Linked DNA regions of Neogale vison: region 2 is linked to region 1. The links are chromatin contacts, called in public Hi-C maps. All regions are on one chromosome and are shown on one strand. Each heading gives the region's core, a stretch centred on a gene start, on an enhancer-like site or on the middle of the called end of the contact. The rest is flanking DNA. Distances are from core to core; before and after follow the strand shown.

Evidence for each region. Hi-C and Micro-C count contacts between places; a contact is called where the count stands out from the background.
Region 2: a contact with region 1 is called in a Hi-C map of fibroblasts, with 5 times the contacts expected there. The contact joins the promoter of YOD1 here to the promoter of CD55 in region 1. A contact is called at or near these places in 2 of 3 Hi-C or Micro-C datasets (fibroblasts and muscle).

The regions. Positions count from the first base shown.
Region 1 is chr10:65,773,168-65,779,149 of ASM_NN_V1, reverse strand. CD55 (complement decay-accelerating factor) reads left to right here and starts at 2,685. Exons shown (of 10, transcript XM_044267516.1): 1 at 2,685-2,784; 2 at 3,567-3,749; 3 at 5,211-5,402; 4 at 5,812-5,911. The coding sequence starts at 2,700.
Region 2 is chr10:65,969,713-65,975,694 of ASM_NN_V1, reverse strand. YOD1 (ubiquitin thioesterase OTU1) reads right to left here and starts at 3,359. Exons shown (of 2, transcript XM_044267524.1): 1 at 2,515-3,359; 2 at 1-1,461. The coding sequence starts at 2,857. The coding sequence ends at 758. It overlaps PFKFB2 (6-phosphofructo-2-kinase/fructose-2,6-bisphosphatase 2), which reads left to right and starts at 4,081. Exons shown (of 16, transcript XM_044267520.1): 1 at 4,081-4,672; 2 at 5,856-5,966. The coding sequence starts at 5,876.

The DNA.
Region 1 (5,982 bases), core at 1,436-3,935:
TCTTTTTTCTTAATGCATAGAATTTTGTCACAGATCTTTTTTCTAAATTGAGTAAATGGTAGTGGATTTCTTTCTTTCCCTTTACTCCTAGAATGTTGAAATTTTTTTTGGTGGGGGGGGGTGGTGGTCATAGTATGACTAAAGAGTCCCACCCAGTTATTCTCGGAAAAGTTCCTTTTTTTAAAAAAATTTTAAAGAACAAAATATTTGAGAAGGTGAATGTGTAGAGCACTTAGTGTAGCTAAACTGGGTGCTAGAGATCTTTTTTTAAAAACACTATCCAGAGCTCATTGTTTTCCTGAATAAAAAGGTATTACTTAAAATCACTTAATAAACAGAGAGCTATAATGGGCCTTGATGTTAAGTCTTCCAACAGCTCCATAACTGGCCTTGACCTTCAGCTCTTTTCCATAATGCCACCTTGCCTTTCACACCAATTCTCTGACCTCAAGCAGGAATAAAGATTGCCGGCCTATAATGGTGGAACAGAAAGGAATGGTGGATGAATTCATGGGAGAATAAACAAAGATCTGGTATCAATTCTAAAACACTGCTGGGCCCTGATATACTTTGTGTTTTTTTATATCACATATGGAAGTAAAAGCAAAGTGTTTTAAAATAAAATAAGAGGATCATGCTAGATAATTTTATTTTTTATTTTTTTAAAAGATTTTATTTATTTATTTGAGAGAGAGTGAGAGAGAGAGCACAAGAGGGAGAGGGAGAAGCACACTCCCCGCTGAGCAGGGAGCCTGATGCAGGAGCCCAGGACCCTGAGATCCTGACCTGAGCTGAAGGCAGATGCTTAACTGACTGAGCCATGCAGGCGGCCCAAGACTATATCATTTTATTTTATTTATTTATTTTTAAAGATTTTATTTATAGATTTGACAGACAGAGATCACAAGTAGGCTGAGAGGCAGGCAGAGAGAGAGAAGAGGAAGCAGGCTCCCCGCCAAGCAGAGAGCCCGACATGGGGCTCGATCCCAGGACCCTGAGATCACGACCTGAGATGAAGGCAGAGGCTTTAAGCCACTGAGTCACCCAGGTGCCCCAAGACTATATCATTTTAAAAGTCCCTCTACTCAACTTCTAAACTCTAGAATGTGTTAATACTGATAGGTTTCCATGAAAACCTATAAGAGTTCCTTTCCTGGAATCCCTGTACAATTGGTTCCAGCACTCAGTAATACAAGGTTTATTCATTTTGCTACAGTAAACATGAGCCAGAGAAACAGAGAAAACTGTTATTTTCCTTCTTATAAAGCTCTTACTAACTGAAAAAGAGTGATCAAAAACATTTAGGAAAGAATATCAAGACTAGATGCCACAAATACCCCACATCTGACCCATGGACCAAGATGCATTTCCAAGTCAAGGATTTCATTGAACCAGGGAAGGTATTCCAGTGGATAGGAAACTGAGGATAGACTCCGCTAGCCAGACTCAGGTGAATTACTAAAGGGAAATGTTCTTGGGGTTACTCTCCATAAATGTCCTTTCATGTTTCTGACAGGGACAGAGCCAGTCCCAGGTGGGTGGGAAGGGAGACCTTTACTCTGACCAGCCTCATATAGATTTGTGCTGCCCAATGTAATCACCTGGAATTCTTTAAATAATCCTGCTGCCCCCTTCCCATCCCCAGAGATTCTAATCTAACTCGTCTGAGGTGTAGCTTGAGCCTCTGGATTTTTTTTTTTTTTTTTTTAAAGCTCCCCCGTGTAACTCTAATGTGTGGCTAGTCTTGCAAACCACTGGAATATACTTAACAAACCTTCCTCTTAAAACCACCACCCTATCATTTAGTTTTCTGGCGCTTGGTTTTTGTTTTGGCATTTTTCTCAACTCCCATCACACAGGCACACTCCACAGGACAGTGCGTCTCTCCCGGCAGTCTGACCAGAATAGTCCCAAAGCGGAATGCATGAGCTGTCCTCCCTGAATAAGGAGTATCCTGGCGAGGAAAGTGATTCCCACCCAATGGTCACTCCTTGCTGTATTGCTTGACCTGTTTTCTTGGGCCATTTCCCACTTGCTGTTTTCAGATTACCGGGTGTGCTAGGAGACAACACTGTTATTTTTTCCTATCCCTTGTTGGCATCTGACAGACCTCCAGTTGAAGGCAGCTGAAGGTCCCTGAGTGGGCACTCTTTATGTTTCCAGGGGCACTTGGGAACCCACCGCACTCTCTGCTCAGGCACTTTCTGCTCAGCCCGGCAGCACTCAGGAGCGCTGAATTACCTCTTAACCTAATGCAGATTTCCTGGCAGCAAAGCCCTTCCCTCTTGAGCCACGCCCCTCTCCTCGGTTCCCCCCAGCGTTCTGTTTACTTGGAAAGCAGATATTTACACGTCCAGATGGGAGCTCTTCGCAGGCCCCGCCCTAGCAAAGAGAGAAAGAGAGTCCAGGCGACCGGCGGGGGAGCCCCACTCCCGGCCCATTATCCCCGGTCCCCAGTCCAGGGTCTCTAGGGGAGGCGACCGCGAGAGCACCCCTCCCCGGCGCTCGCGCTGCGCGGCACCTGGTGCCGGCACACGCTCCTCCGCCCGTCTCCTCGCCCCACCCTTTGTGATTCACAGCCCCAGCCCCGCCCAGGCGCTAATTTAACCCGCCTGGCGGAACAGCTAGGCGCTGCTGCTACTTACCGCTGCTTGCTGGAGCGAGCTTCCACTTAACTCCCGTCCCGGTCCCCGCGCGCCATGTGCCTCCTCGGCGGGCTGAGCGCCCCGCCGCTGCTGCTGCTGCCGCTGCTGCCGCTGCTGCTGTGTCCGCCTACGGCGCAGGGTGAGTGGGGGCTGGGGGGTCCAGCCCCGCTGGGGGAACCCTGAGGCTGGGTGGGAGGGGCGGGATCCGTCTCCGTGACAACAGAGAAGTCTGGGGACCTGGGGAGGTGAGGAATGTGGACATGGGTAAATTGTTCCCGTAATCCTCCACCCCTACGGCTCAGAGCGCCTACTAGCACGATCCCTTGGGGACAGGGACGGGATCTCCGCTGCTAACCTGCAGTTTGGGGTCTTGCTGTGCCGGACTCCAGCGGGCGTGACTTCGGGAGTGAGGGGGGACCGTTGAGGAAGCGCGGGCTGAGTTGGCGGAGCAGGCACACCTGGGGAAGCCAAAGGGCTGGACTCGAAGAGTGAATTCTCAGTCCCCCAACATCTCTTTAGCAGTGGGAGGCCACAGCTGACCTCTGTCGCCTCTTAAACGGAGTCCACTTGTGGGCTGCTGGGGACGCGGCACGTCAGCCCGTCTTCTTTTCCAGGTGTGACGTTCCCCGGGGGCGTCTGTCTGTATTGTGCGCTTAGTAACAGGATCAATTCTAAACCGCTTTTTTTTTTTAATATTGAAAGAAAAAGGTTGATTCCTTATTTTAATACTGAATTAATTGACAAGACAGGCGCCTAGCAAGTCGTCGGCATGTCGGTTCAGCCACTGGATGGAACTGTTACCTGTGCCTCAGAAGCCTTTGGCTCCTTCCCTCCCCCCTCTTGCAAAAAGAATGTTGCTCTGAGCTGAAAAGTGTCATTTCCTTCAGTTCTGCTTTTCTTTTCTTTTATTCCCCTCCCTAGGTGACTGCAGCTTTCCCCCAGAGCTACCTAATGCCATACAAAGTGTGGGTGACCAACAGAGTTTTCCTGAAAAATTCACAGTAACATACAAATGTAAAGAAGGCTTTGTAAAGGTTCCTGGCAAGGCAGACTCCGTGGTCTGTCTCAACAATAAATGGTCAGAGGTGGCAGAATTTTGTAACCGTAAGCTCTTCATTTTTGTATATATACATTATGGGAATGGAATGTATCTGCTTAGCTTACTTTTATCCCTCTTCAGCATGAGTGGTAATTGATAGTTTTCAAGCATTATGAAATCCCAGGGTATGTATACCTGGCATTTCCCGCTGCAGCTAATTGACATTCCTCCCCAGAATAGATTCTGCTTCTTCATTAACAAGTTTGGGCTTTGAACTAATAGAGAAAATAACTCCTGAAATCCTGAACTAATAGAGAAAATAAACAATAGGTACAATTTAGGGAGTATATTATATATGAATATGTTTGGCAATCACCCCGTGACATGTAACATAGTCTTCTATGTTCTTAAGTTTCATTTTGTAAAGTAGGACTCATCAAGCACAAGTCTGTGGTAGCCTTTTAAAAAGCTCCCTGTATTTCCCTCGAAATCTATCACTAGATTCATAGTCCTATGGTAACTTTGACAGAGACGAGTAAAGGTAAGGACCTAGCTTTGGACCATCTGGAGTCCTAGAATGTATGGGAATTCTAGAAACTGCCTCAAGTATTTTATGAAACCAGGTGTGACATCAGCTTGAACCTTTGGGTTTTGTGTGTGCAAGTCAGAAGGCAGTGGTTGAAGTACTTAAGCCTTTGCACATGTATTATGTTTTAGAGTTTACAATGCTTCTGCATAGCTGACTCCATTGACGTCTCCATGGGTAGATGACCCCATGCATGGAGTAGGGACCCTTATTCCCATTCTTCAGTCAGGAAGTAGTCTGGGGAGGCAGACCCCCAGAAGTTAAGTAACTTCTTGAAATCAGCAGTTCTTACTCAGGAGAGCCAGGGTACCAACTTCAGTCTTTGGGTTATAAATCCAATGTCCCGTCCCCTCTACCATGTCTCTACACATTAATATTTGCCCAGATGTTACCATTTATAAGTACTTCTTTGTACACCACTGCTCACCTGATTCATGGACTTCTGAGTTGTTGTGAGAATGAAATGAGTTTATGTGTATAAAACATGGAGAAGTATCCAATAAATATTAGCTATCATTGTTAGTTATTGTTGTTGTTCATACTTAGCCCCAGGGGGTCTGAAGGAAACACTGTTCTGCTCTCACCCCTGTCCTCCTTTGGGCAGGCAGGGGTCACGGGCAGAATTGTGCCAGGCAACTATAATGGGTTATATTTCCTGAACTGCGGGCATGGTGATAGCTAGGTGCCAAATTAACTACTTAGGAAATAGAAGTATATATGTGAGTATGCTTGATGCGCTGTAAGTGTCATAGTGATATTAATATAGTGTCATATATCAATATAGTGTCATAGTGATATTAATATTTGATTAAATATCAAATGTGTATGAAGAAGTACAGAAAAGGGGGTGATGTAAGGTCCGGATAATTCTGGATCGTTATACCTAGATTGTCAAAGAAGGTGGTTTTAGTTACATTGTTGCTTTTGTTAATACTTTTAGGTAGCTGTGATGTTCCAACCAGGCTACAATTTGCATCTCTCAAAAAGTCTTTCACCAAACAGAATTATTTCCCAGTGGGTTCCGTTGTGGAATATGAATGCCGACCTGGCTACCAAAGGGACCATCTTCTCTCAGGAAAACTAACTTGCCTTCTGAATTTTACATGGTCCAAACCCGATGAATTTTGTAAAAGTGAGTATAATTTTTACAGAGTATTCGTAATCGTAGGGTTATTTGGGGAAATAATATTTCTTCCTTCATTCATGCTGGAAGTCTTTGTGTCCATATTATTATTTTGAGTATGATTCTGAAAAGAACCATTCAAGTAATTTTATAATTTTGTCTTAAATTAGGCCAACTAAATACTTGTGAGGTGGGAGTATTCATTTACTCACAGATTTCCCACTTAATTAGTTTAAGGTTACCTAAAATGTAATAAGTGTATATTCAAAATCTGGTGTATTATTTGAAACTTACAAAATGAAGGCAGGATTTTAGAAATTTAAGGATAAGAAATGTTGGTAGTTCAGATGATGGATCTGCTTAGAAGTACCTGATAATTTAATGAAAAAAAAAAAACTCAATTTGCACTCTCTTCTAGGAAAATCATGTCCTAATCCTGGAGATTTAAGACATGGTCATGTCAACATTCCAACTGACATATTGTATGCTGCAGTTATCCACTTCTCGTGTAACAAGGGGTAAGTTTTGGCATACTACATCTTTATACTCTATATTTAACAAATGCAAAAACCAATTAGGACTTAAGGTG
Region 2 (5,982 bases), core at 2,110-4,609, 200 kb before region 1:
ATTTAAATGTTTTATCTAACGAGACAAACATCAATAAATGAGTTGCGTTAAAACATGAGGCCAACGGTCTTTTAAAGCTTTAGTAAGCTGCTCAGGCACCTTTTCCCTCATACATTCTAATTTTATACACTAGAAATCCTAAATTGGGCACTGTCAGTTCCTTAGGTAACATTCTCAAGGGAACACACTCATCCCTGTAAAAATTGCTTGTAATGTACTTATAACTGGTTAAGCACATACTTATAAAGTCTACCAAATTGTAATATAAAATCGGTTTTGACAATTCTGAGTATCTTCATTCGAGGAATCAATTCATAATTTAGAAACTATTAACTCAATCAGAGTTTTTAAAAGGACTCAATTATGGAGACATCATGGTTAATGTCCAGTGGCCTCTAGTGAGGCCTTCCGCGTTACTCAAAATATGAAGTTATTTTCTTCTACAGGTTAATGCTGCTGGGTGCTAGTTTACAGTACTAAAATTCCAATCTTCAGGTTAGTGTCAGTAGGTAGCAAGGACCACCTATTCTGTGACCCAAGTAGAGAAAGGGCATGTATCACCACTGTAGACACATCTGTAAACTTGCACACTAATTTTAATCTTAACAAGGAATTTCAGTGTCTTAGTGGTTTTAAGTTAAAAAGACGGTTCAAGCATTGTGTCCTTTTGTTCTTTACGGTTACGAATAGCTTATTGGAAAACCCAGAGCCTTCTGGATCTGTGAGGTAGTTGGCGGCAATCCTCATCATGCATAGATCACACTTCTCCGAAGTTGGTATGGCCTGTTTCCTTGGCATGGTCCCTTGCTTCTGCTTGTCCAGTTAATCCCTTCTGACATACCATGCATCTCAGGGTGAAGCGGTTTACATCAGTAAATTGTCTCTTTCTTCTAGCTTCATCTGCTAATTCCAGTGCTTGTACAAGAACAATATCATCATTAGAAGAGAAAATGGTCAGAGGTGGGGTGTCTGGGTCAGGGAAGTTACGCTGTAGTGGATCATAGTGGATGCCATCATATATAAGCAGGACCCTTTTGGTATATCCTGCATCTTCCCCAAAACGATCAATTCTTACTGTCTGTGTATCCACTACACATATTTCACACTGATAAAATTTAGACAAAATTGATATCTCAATAGCTCCTCCCCAAGTATCATCTCTTTTGATCCAGTCACAGTACTCTTGATTTGTTTTTCCCAGGATTGCCTCACTATAAAAGTCTGGATCACTTGCTACAATTTGTGCTATGAGGCGTCTCATCTCAGGGGCACAAGCTGGATTCAAGACTCCACCTTCTACAACATAGTATACACTGGTAAAGAGGCAAGAGTTGTCTGCTGGGACCACAGTTCTGTTAAGCACAGGCAAAGTTTCCCTGACGTAACTAGGAGCACCATGTTTTGTAAATGCAGGTGACGTTTTGGGCCTGGTTTGGTCTTCTTCAACGATGAGCATATCGCCTGTTAAAAATAAAACAAATCCAGAACTGCAGAGAAATTACTGATGAAAATGGTTGTTCACTAGCCAAGTCTTTAAGTTACAAACAGAAGGAGCTGAAGTATAAACTGGGTTACTCAGGAGAATATGAACAGGCAAACAGGCAACCAGTAACACTTCTTGTTCACTCCTTCTCCATAAAGATGAAAACAGAACGAAGAAGAAAAACATCTTTGGCTGCATTCCAATTCAGTGAAGGAGCCCACCTTTATGCTTACTTAAAAAGATGCATTTCAAGAACAAAATTTCCTTAATGCTTCCTCTCTGCATTCTGAAAGCCCAATCTTCCAAAAAGTGTTTACCCTAGACTAGACCACTAGGGGGTTCTCGTTCTTCTGAAACTTAACCATAGCCACCCTGTTTAGTGTTTACAGGATCTTTGACACAACAGCAGAAAAGTGTTTAATGATCAATATTGCTATTCAAGTTTTAATACTGCACAGAAATAACTGCTACTGTTCAGAATCTGAAAGGGCCTCCAGTGGATGTGTAAAACCATACTCTAAAATGAGTATACCTGTTTATCGAAGTATACGTGAAGGTGATTGCAAAAAAAAACAAAACAAAAAAAAAAAACAGCCGGGGAAGCAAAAAAAGAAAAGTGTCCTGAACACTTCAGCCTGCTATCTTCTTCCAGATTATGGGGGAAAGAGCCACCAGGACACAGAAGATAGATCTCATTTTTCTTTTTCTTTTCTTTTCTTTTTTTTACTTTTGTGGATGCAGAAGGAAAAGCAAAATGAATGGGACGTTTTCAAGGTAGACTGAAGAAAGGGGGGCTCCGAGGCTTTGGGCTTCTCATATAGGTTGGGTCCTCGCTCTCTCTTCCAATCATATATAAAGTCGAGGACTTGCTAGCCACTTGCCCGGCCTCCGTCAGAGTTCTCCGTTATTTAACCTATCTTTAGCCCTGTTCTCAAACCCCCCAAATGACCCACAGACCAGTTCTCTGTTCTCCCCCACGCCCCTCTTCGTCCTCCCAGGGCTTTCCCTGGCCCCGGGCTCAATTGCCTTACCTGACTGGATGGGCAAGTCCCCAAGAATGGTATCCTCGTTGCTGAGGTCCAGGCATTCGGGCGGGTATCCGACGAGGATTCGCTGACAGCCGGGGGCGATCCCGGTGATGGCGGCAATTTGGCTCTGGAGTTCCCGCACTCGGGTCCGGCTAGACAACCCCTGCAAAACATGGGTGCCATCCTTGGCCTTGCAGCGGAGCCGCCACATCGTGTCGGTCCAGCTGCCCACAGGCCCCACAACCGTGGGGCCAGCTTTGGTCCCGGCAGCAGGTCGGCCAACGCCGCCGGGGCAACCTGCCGCCGGATGGACTCCAAAATGGCCACCCTTTGCCGGGCCAAACATCGCGAGAAATCGCTGGTGGCCACAGATCTCGCGATACTTTCCGGTAGCGTAAGCTTTAGGGCTTTAAGGAGCGCGAACTCTCTTAAAGTGACAACTAACTCACTGCGGCCAACCCTAGGGAGCCAAAGGATGAAGATTTATCCGTATTCCTAAAGTACCAGTGGCTTTGCTACCTGTAGAGTAAGTGCGGTGCCTTGTGCGTTGGCAGCATATATGCTCAAGGAAAGAGGGCGGAGGAAGGAGTCCTGAATCTGATACATCGGAATGTAACCTTGCGTTACGTCGGAAGTTATTAACTTGGGGCTTCCAAATTACACGGCAAAAATAGAGTCATCGTTCAGAACGCAAACGAATCCCAGGAATGGCCAGTGAGTCAAAAGACCTGCCCAAACAACCAGACACTCGTGACCAGGCTCATGGCTGCAGCAAACATTGACTCATTGAGGTTAAGGAAACCAGACTGGCCTTGCCACCTTGACGCCGTAACTTGAAAAGGCCCATTTGCCACATCAGAAAGCGCAGTATGAGGTCAGCATCTGGGCCTAGGGCAATTGCTACATTTGGGTGGTAGCAGTATAAGGAGGAGGAGGGAAGCGGACTAACGTGTGTCATCAGGATTCCAGTTCAGGCCCTGGGTGTACTGATAGGAAGACGACTCCATTCTTGACTTTAGTGTTGCAAGTACTGTCATCGGGACAGAGGGTCGGGAGTAAAAGGTCCATAACCATTGAATTTCACAGCCACGTGATAATGCTAGACTATGTGACTTTTTCCAACCCTGTGTCCCTAGAACCAAGGACTCTGCCTCCCATAGAAGTGCTCAATACAAACCTGCCGAATGGATAAAGGCAGTTGTTCTGGGGCAGATAAGGCAACCATAACGCAACACGCTGGGAGTTGTAAAAAGCTCCAGAAGGAGACACCAGTGGAGCTGTTCTGAAGGATGGATTTAATCCCCAGCTGAAGGAGGCATAAAAACATTCCTCAATTTCCCTTTTCCAAGAAATCCACATTCCTTGTTCTCTTTCCATCCTGGATCCGAAGAAGCACGCCTGCATGGAGTGGGTTTATCAGCAGAATCAAGCATCATCAGAAGGGCCTGGGGGCCACGTGAGAAGTTCGCTGTAAATATGCAGTCTCACCTCTACTATAACAGCCTATGTCTACCTCTAAGTTATATGGAAGCTTTGCCTCTTTTGACCCCTTTTGTGATCCAATTTTTTGCTGAAGCTATGTTCCTTTTTTGGTTTTTCGAAACTACCCGAACAGATGGTATAGCATAGGAGGTAGGAGCGAGGATAACGGCGACGAGTAGAAGACCACTGGAGTATGCGGATGTGTCCGGGATGAAAGAGTAGTTGATTTTCTTAGACTACAGTGTCTGGCCGATGCGTAGGATGCAAACAGCTAAGGTGTCATCAGCTCAAGTACGGTGGTGGCTCACGTTAGCAACGCACCACCTTCTAAAGATCCCGTTCCAATTTATGGCTGTAATAAGGTTCTCTGAGATTCAGGGAGGAAAGCGTTAACCTCCACAAGGTTTCCGTCACCAAAATGTCACATCCCCTCCAGACGTCCGTGTCGTCCACTCTCGCGAGAGTATGAAAAAAAGTCCTGCATTTTATTAACCCCGCCCCCAGCCCGAGGAGTTGCCTAGCAACGAGGCAACCAACCTCCACAGCGTGAGGGAACTTGGGAGCTTGCGATCTTCAGGCTTCGGTTTCTCCCACCTTCGCGAGCCAGCGTCAGCGATTCGGACTTGAGCCCCGCCCCAGGGAGCCTGCGGGCGCCGGATTGGCCGATGATTCTCTCCAGGTGAGGACCGACGCCAGGGTGGCGGAGCCTGACAGGGGCACGTGATTTGCCGGCTACTGGCGTGCCGGGCCCCGACCACAGTGTGTCAGCTCCTGTCCGCAGCCTAACGGGACGAGTGCCGGGGCCACTGTCGGGAGGGAGCTTAGGAGGGATCGTAGGGTGAGCGGTGGCTGTACGGCGCCTGGAAGGGCCGGGGCGGGCGGGAGGAGGGGGCCTGCGTACACCCGGATGAGGTGCGGGCTGGTGATGCTTTGCAGTTTTCGGGCAAGTGCCGGCATTGCTGGGAGTGCGGACGTTCAGGCACCGGGAGCGGCGTCTGGTGGTTGGGTTGGAGGATTTGTGTGGTCAGTGGAGGAACAGTGCAAGGTCCTTGAAGCAGCAGGACCTTCGGTCCTCACGAGCCCCTTGTCCGGGTGTGCGGCGTGAGCACAAGACTATCCCACCCCGGTTCGAGCCAGGACTTCTTGATCAGCAGGTGACCTTGGGGAAGTTATTTACCACCTCTTTGCGTCCCAGTGTTCTTACAGACTGCGAACCGAGGGATAGATGGGAAGAGGGTGCAGGGCAAGGGCTTGGGAATGAGAACACTCGAGGAGAAATGGTGACATGCTAGGGTCGTCACGGGGTCCAGTTACAGTTTTTCCTTCAGGGAACATGTTTGGGATTTCCTCACTGCTCCCATATCTGCCAGGACTGAATTCCTGCCATTGGACGGCGGTGACTTTATGATAATGAACTCGATCTGTTTGCAACCCACCTCATTCATCCCCCACGTCTGCCAATACTCTTCCCAGCTTTTTAAGCCAGAATCTGAGGTCAGGAAGGAACTTGGATAAGCCACCTGATTTGGTCAAACTTAGCTTTTCAACCTGTAAACTGGGTGAAAGTAACAGTGGTAGCAGAATAATACCTATAGAAGGATTATTAGAAGGATTGAAGGAGCTAATTTATGTGAATGTAACTCCTAAGTCAGCATTCAAAAGGGAAGGTTCTACTGCAACTCAGTCTATAGATGAGGAAACAGGGCTTGGGAGGACTATCAAAGGGCATGTAGCTATTAACTCTGAGCGAAAGGGCTGGACTTGACTCTTGGCCCAGGATTCTTTCATTTCTACTGCACCCGTCCTCTTCCTGAGTGTTTGGAGGGATATCTCCTTCCTTACGTTCCTTTTGTCCCTTTCAGACATCTACCGAGGAGCTGCCATGTCTGGGAATACTGCATCTTCATCAGAACAGAACAACAACAGCTATGAATCCAAGGCCTCCAATCTTCGAATGTCAGAGAAGAAATGTTGTGAGTCTGGGGAAAG